Regions from separate parts of the Hordeum vulgare genome. Here all the other regions are linked to region 1. Evidence: chromatin contacts called from public Hi-C and HiChIP or PLAC-seq data. All regions are on one chromosome and are shown on one strand. Each heading gives the region's core, a stretch centred on a gene start, on an enhancer-like site or on the middle of the called end of the contact. The rest is flanking DNA. Distances are from core to core; before and after follow the strand shown.

Region 1 (4,226 bases), core at 559-3,058:
GACATGTCAGTCTCATAATCAGTTGCATTTTTCCAAAACTGCAAACATTTCAGTTGGGTTGTTCTAATTTCTCTTTAAAATAAGCATTGTGATCTTCATCAAATTCCTATTTCATATCCAAGCTACTCCCTCCGTCCGGACGGAGGGAGTACAAAAGAAGGGTATACATTATCATGCTGGCAAATTGAAGTTATTTAATAAGACACAAAATACATAGGTGTTTTACATTTATATCATAAAAACTATCCAAATTGGCTCTACCATGACTTCATAAAATCAATCTTTACAAGTCAAAGGGTGCAAACTGAAACAGCAGTGTTCACTACAGTGTCGGTACGGGAATGCCTTACAAGCACCAATTAGCAGCATATCCACCACAAACATAACTAAGCTTAACCACAGGCATAACTAAGTAGCTTAGGATCGCATTTCTCTAAATTCTTTTCTCAGAAAGAACAGAACAGCCAACAGACTAGCATCTAAATAAAGGCCGAGCGGCATGCATTGACGACACAATATCACATTTAAAAGACACATCTGAAGTACCTAACACGTACCCCTACTCACCAAGCTATATGTAGCACACATTCTAACAACTCCTATGTAGAAAGTGATGCGCATACAACAAACTGTTCACAGTACATTGCCTACTAACTTCATTAGGCTTCATAATTCACCGAGCTATATGAGAAGAAAGATTAATGGCACAATCACAACTGACTAGCTTCCGATCCCATTTCTCTATAATATCTATGTCCCAGAAGGCCAGAACAGACAACATATTAGCATCTAAATACAGGGTCAAGTGGCATACATTTATAATACAATGTCACATTTACTTAGTACCTAACGCATACTCCCTACTCAACAAGCTATATGTAGCACACATTCTACAGCTCGTATGTAGCAGGTGGCACACATACAACTAACTGTTCGCTGTACATTGCCTACTAAACTGATAAAACCTCACAATTCATCGAAAATATATCAGAAGAAAGATTAATGGCACTGGAAGTGAGTGACTTACTACTTCCAGGTGGGTGGGAGCTTCTTGGTGCGCTTGTAGTAGCGAGCGAGGCGGTGGATCCTGCTCTCCACAAGGATGAGTCTGAACTTAGAGTCCTTGTCCTTCCTGTTCCTCTCCAGGTGCTTCCTTATCGCCACCGCCTTCTTGATCAGAAAGTAGAGGTCCTCCGGGATCTCTGGTGCCAGCCCTGCGCACCAAAACTCACACAATCAATACACTCATCAACACGTGGAGCAATCTGAGAAAGAAGAGGTGGGTATCTAATCTATCCTGACCATGGGCCTTGAGGATGCGAAGGATCTTGCTCCCGGTGACGCTCTTGACGAGGGGGATGCCGTGCTGGTCACGGAGCAGGACGCCGATCTGCGACGGCATCTGGCCCTTCTTCGCGGCCTTGGTGATTAACTCGTCCACCTGCACACGAGCCCGACGCACGAATCAACAGCCATATCACATCGAACCGAGGGGAGCGAAGAGAAGGCGCGGCTTCTTCTTACATCGGCGACGGCGGTCTTGACCCAGCTCGGTGGAGTCCTCTTGTACGGCAGCGCCGACGACGAGATGCCCTTCCTGCGTCACAGAGTCGCGGAGCCGCCATTAGACCAGAAATTTCACCGGCTTATGTTAGCAGTGCGGGGGGCGGGAGGGGGGATTACCCGCGACTGTGCATGCGCCCCATGGCTGCGGCTGCTGCTGCGGCGAGGGGAGCGGCGGCGGCGGCGGCGGCGGGAAGGGCGAGAGAGGCGCGAGTGGTGAGAGGATAGAAAAGAGTCTGGTTAGGGTTCTGGGGTTCCACTTATTTGAGGGCTTTCTTATATTTTGGTCCTTCAGGTAATGCCCATTTAGATACATGATCACGCCGCGTTGCAACGTGGACTGGGCTAGTGTGGGCCTTCAAAACCAGCGCTTTAGGACGTGTCAAGCCTAATCAGTCCCGCGCGGAATAAACATCATATTTTGTTGCGTGGCCTGCGTAAGAATCTTGGCCCCATTGAATCCTCAAAGCATCTCTCACTCACGTCCATTAGGAACGGTCAAATCTATCGTTTTCATCCATTCAGATCCGACTCATGCATGAGAGGGGAACATGGCGCGGGCACGGACATGTCGGGAGCTCGCGTGCATCTTCAAAAAAGCGGCGGGAGGTACTGGCGTCATCGTTCACCGATTCGTATGTTCTATGTAGCAAGCGTCACCATAATGCCAAAACTCCTCACATCATTTTTTCCCTCTCGAGCTTTCCTTCCGACACGGATCAACATCGACGACGAGGTAAGCGATATTGCTGCTCCGGCTACCGGTTGACGGCGGCAGCAATTCGACTCCTGTTCTCCGACGTGTTCAGTGCCTCCTTCACGGTTGCTCGATGACATGTGTGAGTCCATTCACCCCCTTCTCTCTACTATGTATAGCTAGATTTGTGAGCATGTGGTACGATTAGATCTATGACCATGTTGTACCATTGTACATCGTTAATCTCTGTGAGTGTAATGTTCTGGTAGCTAGTGGTGATGGATAGATTACTAGTATGCTTAATGTGTAGTATGACACTGCAAGTATGTTTGCTACTTTTGTTGGAGTCCTTGTTATGATTTGAGCTGATGTGTATGTGGTAGTGCTCGTTTGATTTTTCCATATGTAGTGTTCGTTCATATTGTTCACGTTTACTTAGTTACTATTGTCCATGTGTAGTGTGTTGTGCTCTTGCTAATGCTTACGCTTGTAGGAAATGAGCACAGAAGAGTTTAGTCGGGCCCTTGTCTCGCCCTAGAACCAATTCTCGACATTGTACGTCGAGGAATCCCAACCTCCCATCGCCCAGTTGCCTACTGGTTTGGAATTTTTTGGGGTGTCGGGTACGGTTCCACAATTTGTGGCTTTGGCATTTGTGTTGGCTCAGCCAATGATGCAACTTGTGTTGCTACTCAAAAGTCAATCGTAGAGGATAAGAAGGATGGTAGGGGGACTCCATGAAATGTTAATCGTTCCTATTGACGTTCGTGCTTAACGAGGTGTGTGAGATCATAGCTAGTGGGGTGAGGACTAGCAAGGGCTTCGAGGAGGTGCGCTTGAATGTTGTTGCAAAGCAGGTGTTCGAGTTTTGTAGATAGAAGGTCACCTTCACCCAGGTCTACAACCACCTCGGGAAGTGGAGATCGCGGTGGATCATAGTTTCCAAGCTGAGAGACTTGAGCGGAGCTTCGTGGGATGAGGACAGTTGCTCGATCCTTTCAGAGGGAGGGCACTACCAAGGCCACACCACGGTTCGCTCACAAACCATGCCAATTCTAACTAACCACCTAGTTAAGCCTATGCAACATGCCATTCTAACTAAACACTATGTTGTGTTTCATTCTTAGGCTCACCCCAAGCACGCAGAGTACCTCAACACACCCATCCAAAACTAGCACCAGATACAAAAAATCTTCCTCTTTGGGTTGGGAACCGGCAAATATGCCATGGGATTCGGTTAGCCGATGGGCTCGCCTATGCCCAAGTACCTAAACACCCAGGAATCAGATACCATCAGCCTTGATGGTCCTCTTAACAAGGATGGTGATCATGTTCCTGTGCTTGATAGGAAAAGGAATAGAGCGACTTTGATGGAGGAGGAGTTGACCGTCTTCACCAGCATGACTCGGGTCCTCAGGAGATCGCGAGCGCCACCACGAAGAGCAGGTCGATCGACGTCCACTGTGACCTCTACAATGTCATCATTGTTTGAACATTCACTACGCTATGCTAGCGTTGAATAAAGTTTTGTACCGCACAAGCAAGAACATGCTGCTGAAAATAGATCACGGGATCGGGTTTGTCAGTGCACATGTGTCGGTGTCAAAACCGACTGATCTCGAGTAGGGGGTCCAAACTATGGATCTTGGATCGACGGGTAACGATGGATGAAGGAGGGGATGTTTACCCACGTTCGGGCCCTCTTGACGAAGGTAAAACCCTACGTCTTGCTCTTGTTGTATTGAGTACAAAGTTGATCTATCTTGAGATCGGATTGATGTGGTCTAAAACCCTAATCGTAATGAGTGTAATCCTCCGATGAACTAAAGCCCCTGGTTCATATTGACACCGGTGGCGCTAGGGTTTACACAATGATGGTTACATCGAGGAAAGGAATATGCAGATCAGCATGTTGCCTTGGATTGCACGCCAAGTCTTCTGAAGAGTCCATATTGATTTTAGTATC
Region 2 (4,226 bases), core at 1,125-3,624, 460 kb before region 1:
AGGTGCAAAATGTGGCAACACTAAAATACTGCTTAACCTTTACGCTTTAGAAATAGCAGGTATGCCTCTGCAAATCTACCACTGAGTTCTACAATTCCAAAAATAGACCATTAAATGATATTTGGAAGAGGAAAATTGAGCAGTGTAATTCCAAACACTAGGTAAAAATAAAGAAAAAGGGATGATAATTTGATGGACAAGAACTATGGAGACATAGAGGGGGGTGTGGATGAGTTTTGGAGATTGTCTCTTCATGGACATAAAATAATACAAGAAATAGTCCACCACCATAAGTGCCTCAAAATCTGATCAATACAAATTAAAACTAACTGTCCACATGATAACATAGCATGCCCAAAGATGGGTAATTATTAGTGTGGAATACTTTCTAACTTTTTTCAGCTGGCACCAAAAGCGTACTTGAATATATGATATAAACTTGCGTACCTGATCGTTGTGGGATTCAACATATATGATGTGAACATTTCGTATGGAAACTTGGATATTGTCCAGTATCTGCCAAACGGAGCAAAATTATGAGTTTTTTGGCACATCAATGTTACTACTGTTCAAAGAATAAAATTGTAAGCTTGTTACCTTTGCTGACATGTAGGATAGAAGTGATTGCCCCGTTTGGTTATCTAGAAGTCAAAAGAATTAGGGTTTTCAGGAATACCTTTCAGTGTGTTAACTCAGATAAATAAACATGCAATTTGCAAATGTTGTATTAACAGTATGATAAACATAAGCAAGTAAGTGTTAGGAATTGGTAACAGCTAGTTCATGACTGGCAGCCTTCAGATACTCATACAATCTGATAGATAAAAATGTCTTCGGAATGTGTGTTTGTATCTTGGTGACACTGATCTACACATTTAGTAGTTAGCATATGTACCTATAGATTGCGGATTTTTATATAATGCATGCTAATGCACATGCAAGAAGATAAACAAAAACAGTAAGGACATGAAACCTGAAGTTACCACTAGCAGTCTAGCACAAACGGCTGAAGTTAGCATGTCGATATTGAAGTGAATTGCAGTGACAAATTGATCTCTGAAATTTGCAAAAAAAATGAAGAAGAGCACAGAAATCGAGACTGACCTGTCACTCTTCTGGAAAATTTGGCGAGCTCTATAGCATTAAGTTTAGCCAATTTTCCAGCTAGTTCTCTCTTACCAACTGACTCGGATCCCCACTGATAAAAAAACAGCGTATTTATTGGGTCAACACGGGGTAAACACCATTTGCAAGCTAATTGAACAATGTAAAACCAGATTCAGTGACGTGCCTCAGAATCCTCCCGTGGATATGCACATACAAACACATCTTCTATCACAATAATTATAGGGTCCCATCCAAGCTTTTTCCATGGAATCTTTATGCTTAGCTTCCCGATTCGTCCTGTGGGAACAGCAGAATGGAAACTTACTGACCTACCATAACACATAGTTTTACCTAGGCGTGACAAAATAGCAAAAAGAGCGTTGATAGCATCCAGCCAAAGAAGTCTGAGTGGGACAATAGATCATACCAGTCTTGAGTGCGAAAGGCAACTGCAGGTAGTCGAAGGCTTCCAGAATGAGCTCTACATTTTCCAAATTTATTTCCTCTGCACAAAGTTTAGTCATCAAAAGCTTAGCCACCATCAGGATCAGAGAGACAGCACAATCCAGAAGAGCTAAGGCGCAGAATGTTAACAGTCCTAAGAAGAGTTAATTGGCAGTATGTATATCAGTATCCATCACCGATGCAAAGCATAAACAGGCGTAACAACGGAATCAATACAAACCGTGCACATACAAATACCAGTACGATCAAACCCAATGCCAGTCACGCCTCAATCAAAACTCAAACATCTGGAGCACTAAACGCAGCCATGGAATTAACCAGAAAATTTACTGCTGCGGCAGCCCGAGGGGCGACGAATTGGAGAACAGCGGGGACTAGGACAAGCGCTGGCTCGCGGGTGATTGGGCCAACCCCAAGTAGCGGAACGCGGGGGCGTGGTCTCTACTCGCTAGTGCTCTTGGGAGGGGATCGAGTACGAACCGTTCCAGATGCCGATCTTAAGCTGCTCCTTCTGGATGCCCTTGACGTAGCGGCCGAGCAGGCCGGCGAGCACCTGGCTCACCACCCCCTCGAACATGGCGGCGGCGGAGGGGGAGGAGGAGTCTCCCTAGCGAGCCCGCGCTCCCATGGGGCGGGAGAGGAAAGGGCAAGGAGGCGAGGGATGGAGTCGAGGAGGGGGCGAGGCCGTGGAGGGAAGGGAGTGTGAGGAGAGGAGAGGCGAGTTGGGTTTGGGGCTTCCGTTTGCTTGGAGGAGGAGGCGGAGGAAGACGACGGTGATTCGTGTCGTTGATGTTCGGGCATTCGGGCTCGGTGCGACCGTGCGATGTACGCGTGTACGGTATTCGACCTGTATCGCTGTATGTCTGCCTATTTGGGATTTCCCTCGGTCGCAAAGCTAATTCATGAAAGTATGCTTTGAGGTGCTTCAACAAATTGCACTAAAATGCCCCCAAATCCAGATTCAGTGACGCTGGCAAAGCTGATTTAAAGTAGTTATTTGTTTTACTCCCTCCGTTTCTAAATATAAGTCTTTCTAGATGTTTCACTAACGAACTACATACGGATGTATATAGACATATTTTAAAGTATAGATTCACTTATTTTGTTCAGTACGTAGACACCTAGTGAAATATCTTAAAAGACTTATATTTAGGTAAGGAGCGAGTAGATTTTAAATTCAGTTTCACTAACAAAACTGATTTCACTAGCAAAGTTGATTCAAAATAGATGTTTGTTTCTTATTGCTGATTCAGCTTCGCTGGCAAAGTTGAGTTTGATGCTTGAAGCTCAAACAAAACAAGCCTCACTTATGTTCATTACTAATCACGTGCATTGTATTATCTTCGCAAGCGCATGACGAATGACGGGCTGCGAAAAATGGTACGGGCCAGCTAGAGATGTGCCACAGTGATCCCTAAGGACAATGTCATTTAGGACATTAAAACTGAACCTAAAGCGAGCCCTCGCAACGTTTTGCTTTTTTAGCCGTTCATTTTAATGATCGGGTCGTTTCTAGCCGTCGAATGTGATGTATACCGTCACCTCCAGCACACTTTTTCATCATCGGCCCGACTGTCCTAATGGGCAAGACTGAACCTAAAGCGAGCCCTCGCAGCGTTTTGCTTTTTTAGCCGTTCATTTTGATGATCGGGTCGTTTCTAACCGTTGGATGTGATGTATACCGTCACCTCCAGCACACTTTTTCATCATCGGCCCGACTGTCCTAATGGGCCGCTGCTCCGGTGGCCGAAACCGTGTTATTTGGTGAAATGGGCCTATTTTCTCAGCCCATCCAGTGTCAAAAAAATTCATATTTTCCATACGTTATCTACAAAATATATGCAACTACACAAATGAAACATACATAATTAAACAAATAAATTTATATTACCTGTTTCAACACCATCCATTCACGCTAAATTTATTCGAACAACAAACCTACAATACACAATAAATTTCAACAAATTTAACATACAACTATTATTCATTATTCAAAAAAATAAAGAATTAAAGACAACAAAGTTTAACAAATATAATCGTACCTACAACCAACACAACTGAAAAAGAATTAAGTCCAGCTCACAAACTAAGAACTGCATACACCAACATCAAAACAAACACAAAGGATGGTATATATATAGAGCAAGTAAGCTACTAACGTCCCTCTACTTATAACTACTGTTCATAAATACAAAGGTCAACAAAGTTACAAATGCTAATGCAAAACCTACAACCATTCCTATCCTAGATCAATACCAAATTAATGCCTCACTAAAAACGTTCAACATACACATCAATACACAAAAAATGCTGACGCAAAAGTATTAATAGCTAAACATGCCCATATCAGCCCAATTACAATAATACACATAAATTACAAAATTACTATTATGTGGCCCATAACACCCCAAATTTTCCAAAAAATAAAACAAAAAAATTGCATCAAAATAAAGATCGCAAACCACAAGAAAATAATTAATGTAATACAAATATATCTTAAGCAATTACGATCCTATATAAATATACAGAATTAAATCCTCGCTAAAAACGTTCAACATACACATCAATACACAAAAACTGCTGCTGCAAAAGTATTAATACCTATGCAGGCCCCTATTAGCCTAATTTAAATATTACACACAAATAAGAAATTT
Region 3 (4,226 bases), core at 1,029-3,528, 450 kb after region 1:
AGGCCTTGAAACAAGCTAGGGCAGCAGTTTGTCCATTCCAAGATGCATGGCTAGCTGCGACCTAGGAAGAGCAGGTGATTTAACAAGATCTAACAAAGATTCGGCAAGATAACTTACAAATGAAGAACAGAGCATGTTGGATAAATGAACAGTCATTTTTACTTCCTTTGAACTTTCTTCAACACAGAGGAACGCAACCAATTATAAATTTCCATGTCCAAATAAAACATGGCAAAAAATCTGACTGCACAGAAAGATTCTCAACACAAGGATTCATACATTGCATCTGATGTACTTCCTCTGTACCTAAATAATTGTAGTTGGGGAGTATACATAATGCTATCCACAAAAAGAACATCGTGCGGCTGACCTTGTGTAGACTAACAACAAAAGGCAGTATACCTTGACAAAAAGTAGTCGACGAACGCAAAAGCATGTAGGTTAGAAGTTATACAAATCAAGCCATATGGACAGAGGATTTAGGTTAGAAGTTACTGAGGTTGTTCATGGATCATGGCAATATTGATGAGCATGGACAAGCTACGAGAGAACATATACCAATCTGGAAATACAATTCCTTATATGCCACTGGAAATTTACATGATTCCAACACGTGTCAATGACATTACGGCACTGCCCCAGGTGTCATTCATACAATGAGTGGCAGATATGGAGTCCAGAAACTTCCAGTGACAAGGAATATGTATGAACAAATGGTAAGTTGACGAGTAGACTGAACTCTTCTAAGCATAAAAGATCTATTGGTTACTAAAACAACTCATCCAAAAGAACTGATATCATTACTGTCTGATTACGATATAAGGTTGCTCCAGTGAAACCATAACAAATTCGTAATGTTGCAGGTAAACTGAAAATGCTGGCTTGTGAAATATTTTTTGCAGATATTATTAGATTATAGTTCTGCTGCTCTATTATATGCCTAAATTTGATCCAGAACCATACAGTCCCAAGTATAAGATTTAAAGCAGGCATGACATCATATTGAACTCATAGGGTTACACTATAAACTTACTGTGAAAAAGGCGAACAATGGGACCTGAGTACAGCAAAACAAAGAACAATAAATGACCCAGCAAAACTAGATAGAGTTTCTGATATTGTAGGTGAACTGAACCATAGATTGGATCGCGTGATCGCTTTCAACATGTATCAGTATATCATAGAAGAACCTTATTGTTGTGTGGCAATAAATTCAAGAGAGGCCTGTCAAGTGTCAACAGCCCCGTGTTAATAACCGATCAACTGAAACAAGAACGACCCTCCCGGCAGAAACAAATTATGCCAACAGTAGAGGTCCTACAACTCCATAATAAATCCAGTTCTCCTCTGCTAGCATCAGAAATTATAGGATGCGATCAATTACAAGGAACACATTATAAGATGTATAAACATAAATGCATAAACTAGCGCATTTCACTGGTTTCTGATTAAGCAATCAATCAATCATAGAAAGTAACAGGATCCACGCTTTACATTGCAATACCATCCGACAGATCCATTAATCCATAATCACACCATTTTTATCCAAACCCTAGGGTAGTTGGGGAACCACACCGAAACCAAAGCACAAAACAGAAGCGCAGCAGACCAGATCAGATGATACGAAATAAAATCACGCGAAGAAAGAGTTATTAAATACGAAGAAGTCTGAGCAGGCTGGGAGACGGATCAATCCACTACTTGGCGACGATGCGGCGGATGAAGTCGTCGTAGCGGATGGTGCCGTCCGCGGCGACGTCGACCTCGCGGATCCACTCGTCGAACTCGTGCGGCTCGAGCTTCTCGCCGATGGAAGTGAGGACGTGGCGGAGGTCCGCGACGGAGACGGTGCCCGATGCGTCCTTGTCGAGGACGCGGAAGGCGTCGCGAAGCGGGCGGTCGAAGGGCTCAGGGCGGAGGTGGGCGCGCATGAGGTCGAGGAAGCGCGGGAAGTCGAAGGGGGCCGTGAGCTTCTCCTGGGCGGCGATGTCGCGGAGCTGCGCCTGCGTCGGGTTCCCACCCAGGGAACGCATGAGGACGCCGAGCTCCGAGGGGGCGATGCGGCCGTCGCCGTCAGTGTCGAAGAGGGAGAAGGCCTCCCGCATCGACGCAACCTGCTCCTCGCTCAGCTCCTTGCCGGCCATCGCTGCCGGTCGGGTCGGATCGCGGATGTGAGATCTCGCGACGCGGGGCGGTGAGGTGCGGTGCGTGCGTCTCAGGGAAGAAGTCCGCGTTTGATTGATTTGTTGGTGAGGAGCATGTGAGAGGGGAGAAATGAAACGTGGGGTTAGTGGCCGTGGTGCCGTGATCGATTGTTTTCATCGTCGTGCTGCAGGGAGGTGGGCTTTTGGGCTACTTTCTCTCTAGGGAACGGACGGCGCGGATACGGCCTTGGCCTGCGTAAGGATCATCCGAGAAATGCGATTAGAATCGGCCCATGTCCCCTCACGTTTTAACCCAACCCAAATTCTTCTTGCAGGATTCCCTAAAAAACAAACTGAACTGAGTTATTGCCTTGCCTAATTTGAACCTCACCCCGCTTGTCCATTGTCCATGGACCCACGGCGCCGGGGGGGGGGGGGGGGGGGGTGCCCCGGCCCCTGGTTAGGAAAGGGACTCAGGGATCGGTAGAAGATGTGTGTAGAGGGGGGGGTGAATATACTACTTGACAAGATTAAAATCCTAGTCTTGTTCTAATTTTATTGTTGTCAGATTTTAGCAATTCTAACAAGTCTAATACATCCTACACATGCTAGTTAACATACTTTCTCTGTTTCATAATATAAGTCTTTTTAGGGATTGCACTAGAGGACTACATACGGATGTATATAGACATACTTTAGAGTGTAGATTCACTCATTTTGCTTTGTATGTAGTCCTTTAGTGAAATCGCTTAAAAGACTTATATTCAGGAATGGAGGAAGTATATGACAGCGGAAACTAAAGACATTGAAAAAAAAGGAAAGATTAAAAAGGAAATTAAGACATTGCACACGTAGTAAGGAGTAGAGTTTAGAAGATCAAACGCAAAGAGGTTGACACGACGATTTTTGACATGGTTTCGATAGGTGGTGACTTCAACCCATGGAGGGTAACGACTGCGAGAGTCCATGGAGGGCTTCACCCACAAAGGGTGTTGGAAATATGCCCTAGAGGCAATAATAAATTGGTTATTATTATATTTCCTTCTTCATGATAATTGTCTATTGTTCATGCTTTAATTATATTAACCAGAAACCGTAATACATATGTGAATACATATACCACACCATGTCCCTAGCGAGCCTCTAGTTGACTAGCGTTGATCAATAGAGGGTCATGGTTTCCTGACCATGAACATTGGATGTCGTTGATAATGGAATCACATCATTAGGAGAATTATGTGATGGACAAGACCCAATCCTAAGCATAGCACAAGATCGTGTAGCCATCTCGGGCAAGTAACATACCGATGGACAAAGGGAATTGCATACGGGATTAATTGAATCCCCGACATCGTGGTTCATCCGATGAGATCATCGTGGAGCATGTGGGAGCCAATATGGGTATCCATATCCCGCTATTGGTTATTGGCCAGAGAGGTGTCCCGGTCATGTCTGCATGGTTCCCGAACCCCTAGGGTCTACACACTTAAGGTTCGGTGACGCTAGAGTTGTAATGGGAATTGTATGTGGTTACCGAAAGTTGTTCGGAGTCCCGTATGAGATACTGTACGTCACGAGGAGTTCCGAAATGGTCCGGAGGTAAAGATTTATATGTGAGAAGCCCTATTTTGGCCACCGAAAAATGTTCGGGATTTTTCGGTATTGTATCGGGAAGGTTCTAGAAGGTTCCGGAGTGGGGCCCACCTGTATGGGGGGACCTACATGAACGTGGGTAGTGGGGTCAAGGCCCCACACCCCTGTTCAAGGCGCACCAACACCCCCCTTAGAAGGAATAGGATCATATCCTGAAGGAATAAGATCAAGATCCCTAAAAAGGGGGATAACAATCGGTGAGCAAGGGAAAGGATGGGATTTTTTTTCCTCCCACCTTTGCTAACGCCCCAATGGACTTGGAGGGCAAGAAACCATCCCCTCCACCCCTATATATAGTGGGGAGGCACATGGGAGCTTACCGCTTACCCCTGGCGCAGCCCTTCCCCCTCCTACACCTCCTCCTCCTCTGTAGTGTTTAGCGAAGCTCTCCGGAGAACCACGAGCTCCACCGCCACTACGCCGTCGTGC

What was found. Hi-C and Micro-C count contacts between places; a contact is called where the count stands out from the background. HiChIP or PLAC-seq counts read pairs in DNA pulled down with a chosen protein or histone mark.
Region 2: a contact with region 1 is called in an H3K4me3 HiChIP or PLAC-seq map of embryo, with 4 times the contacts expected there. The contact joins the promoter of LOC123408636 here to the promoter of LOC123407256 in region 1. A contact is called at or near these places in 3 of 6 Hi-C or Micro-C datasets (leaf and seedling) and 1 of 1 datasets of contacts at active chromatin or transcription factors (embryo).
Region 3: a contact with region 1 is called in a Hi-C map of seedling, with 3 times the contacts expected there. The contact joins the promoter of LOC123412145 here to the promoter of LOC123407256 in region 1. A contact is called at or near these places in 2 of 6 Hi-C or Micro-C datasets (leaf and seedling) and 1 of 1 datasets of contacts at active chromatin or transcription factors (embryo).

What each region holds. Positions count from the first base shown.
Region 1 is chr7H:422,005,908-422,010,133 of MorexV3_pseudomolecules_assembly, reverse strand. It overlaps LOC123407256 (40S ribosomal protein S13-1), which reads right to left and starts at 1,808. Exons shown (of 5, transcript XM_045100350.1): 1 at 1,684-1,808; 2 at 1,525-1,597; 3 at 1,303-1,441; 4 at 1,028-1,214. The coding sequence starts at 1,706.
Region 2 is chr7H:422,465,640-422,469,865 of MorexV3_pseudomolecules_assembly, reverse strand. LOC123408636 reads right to left here and starts at 2,374. Exons shown (of 47, transcript XM_045101698.1): 1 at 2,053-2,374; 2 at 1,535-1,612; 3 at 1,292-1,404; 4 at 1,105-1,198; 5 at 598-641; 6 at 448-516. The coding sequence starts at 2,149.
Region 3 is chr7H:421,558,600-421,562,825 of MorexV3_pseudomolecules_assembly, reverse strand. It overlaps LOC123412145, which reads right to left and starts at 2,278. Exons shown (of 6, transcript XM_045105095.1): 1 at 1,702-2,278. The coding sequence starts at 2,144.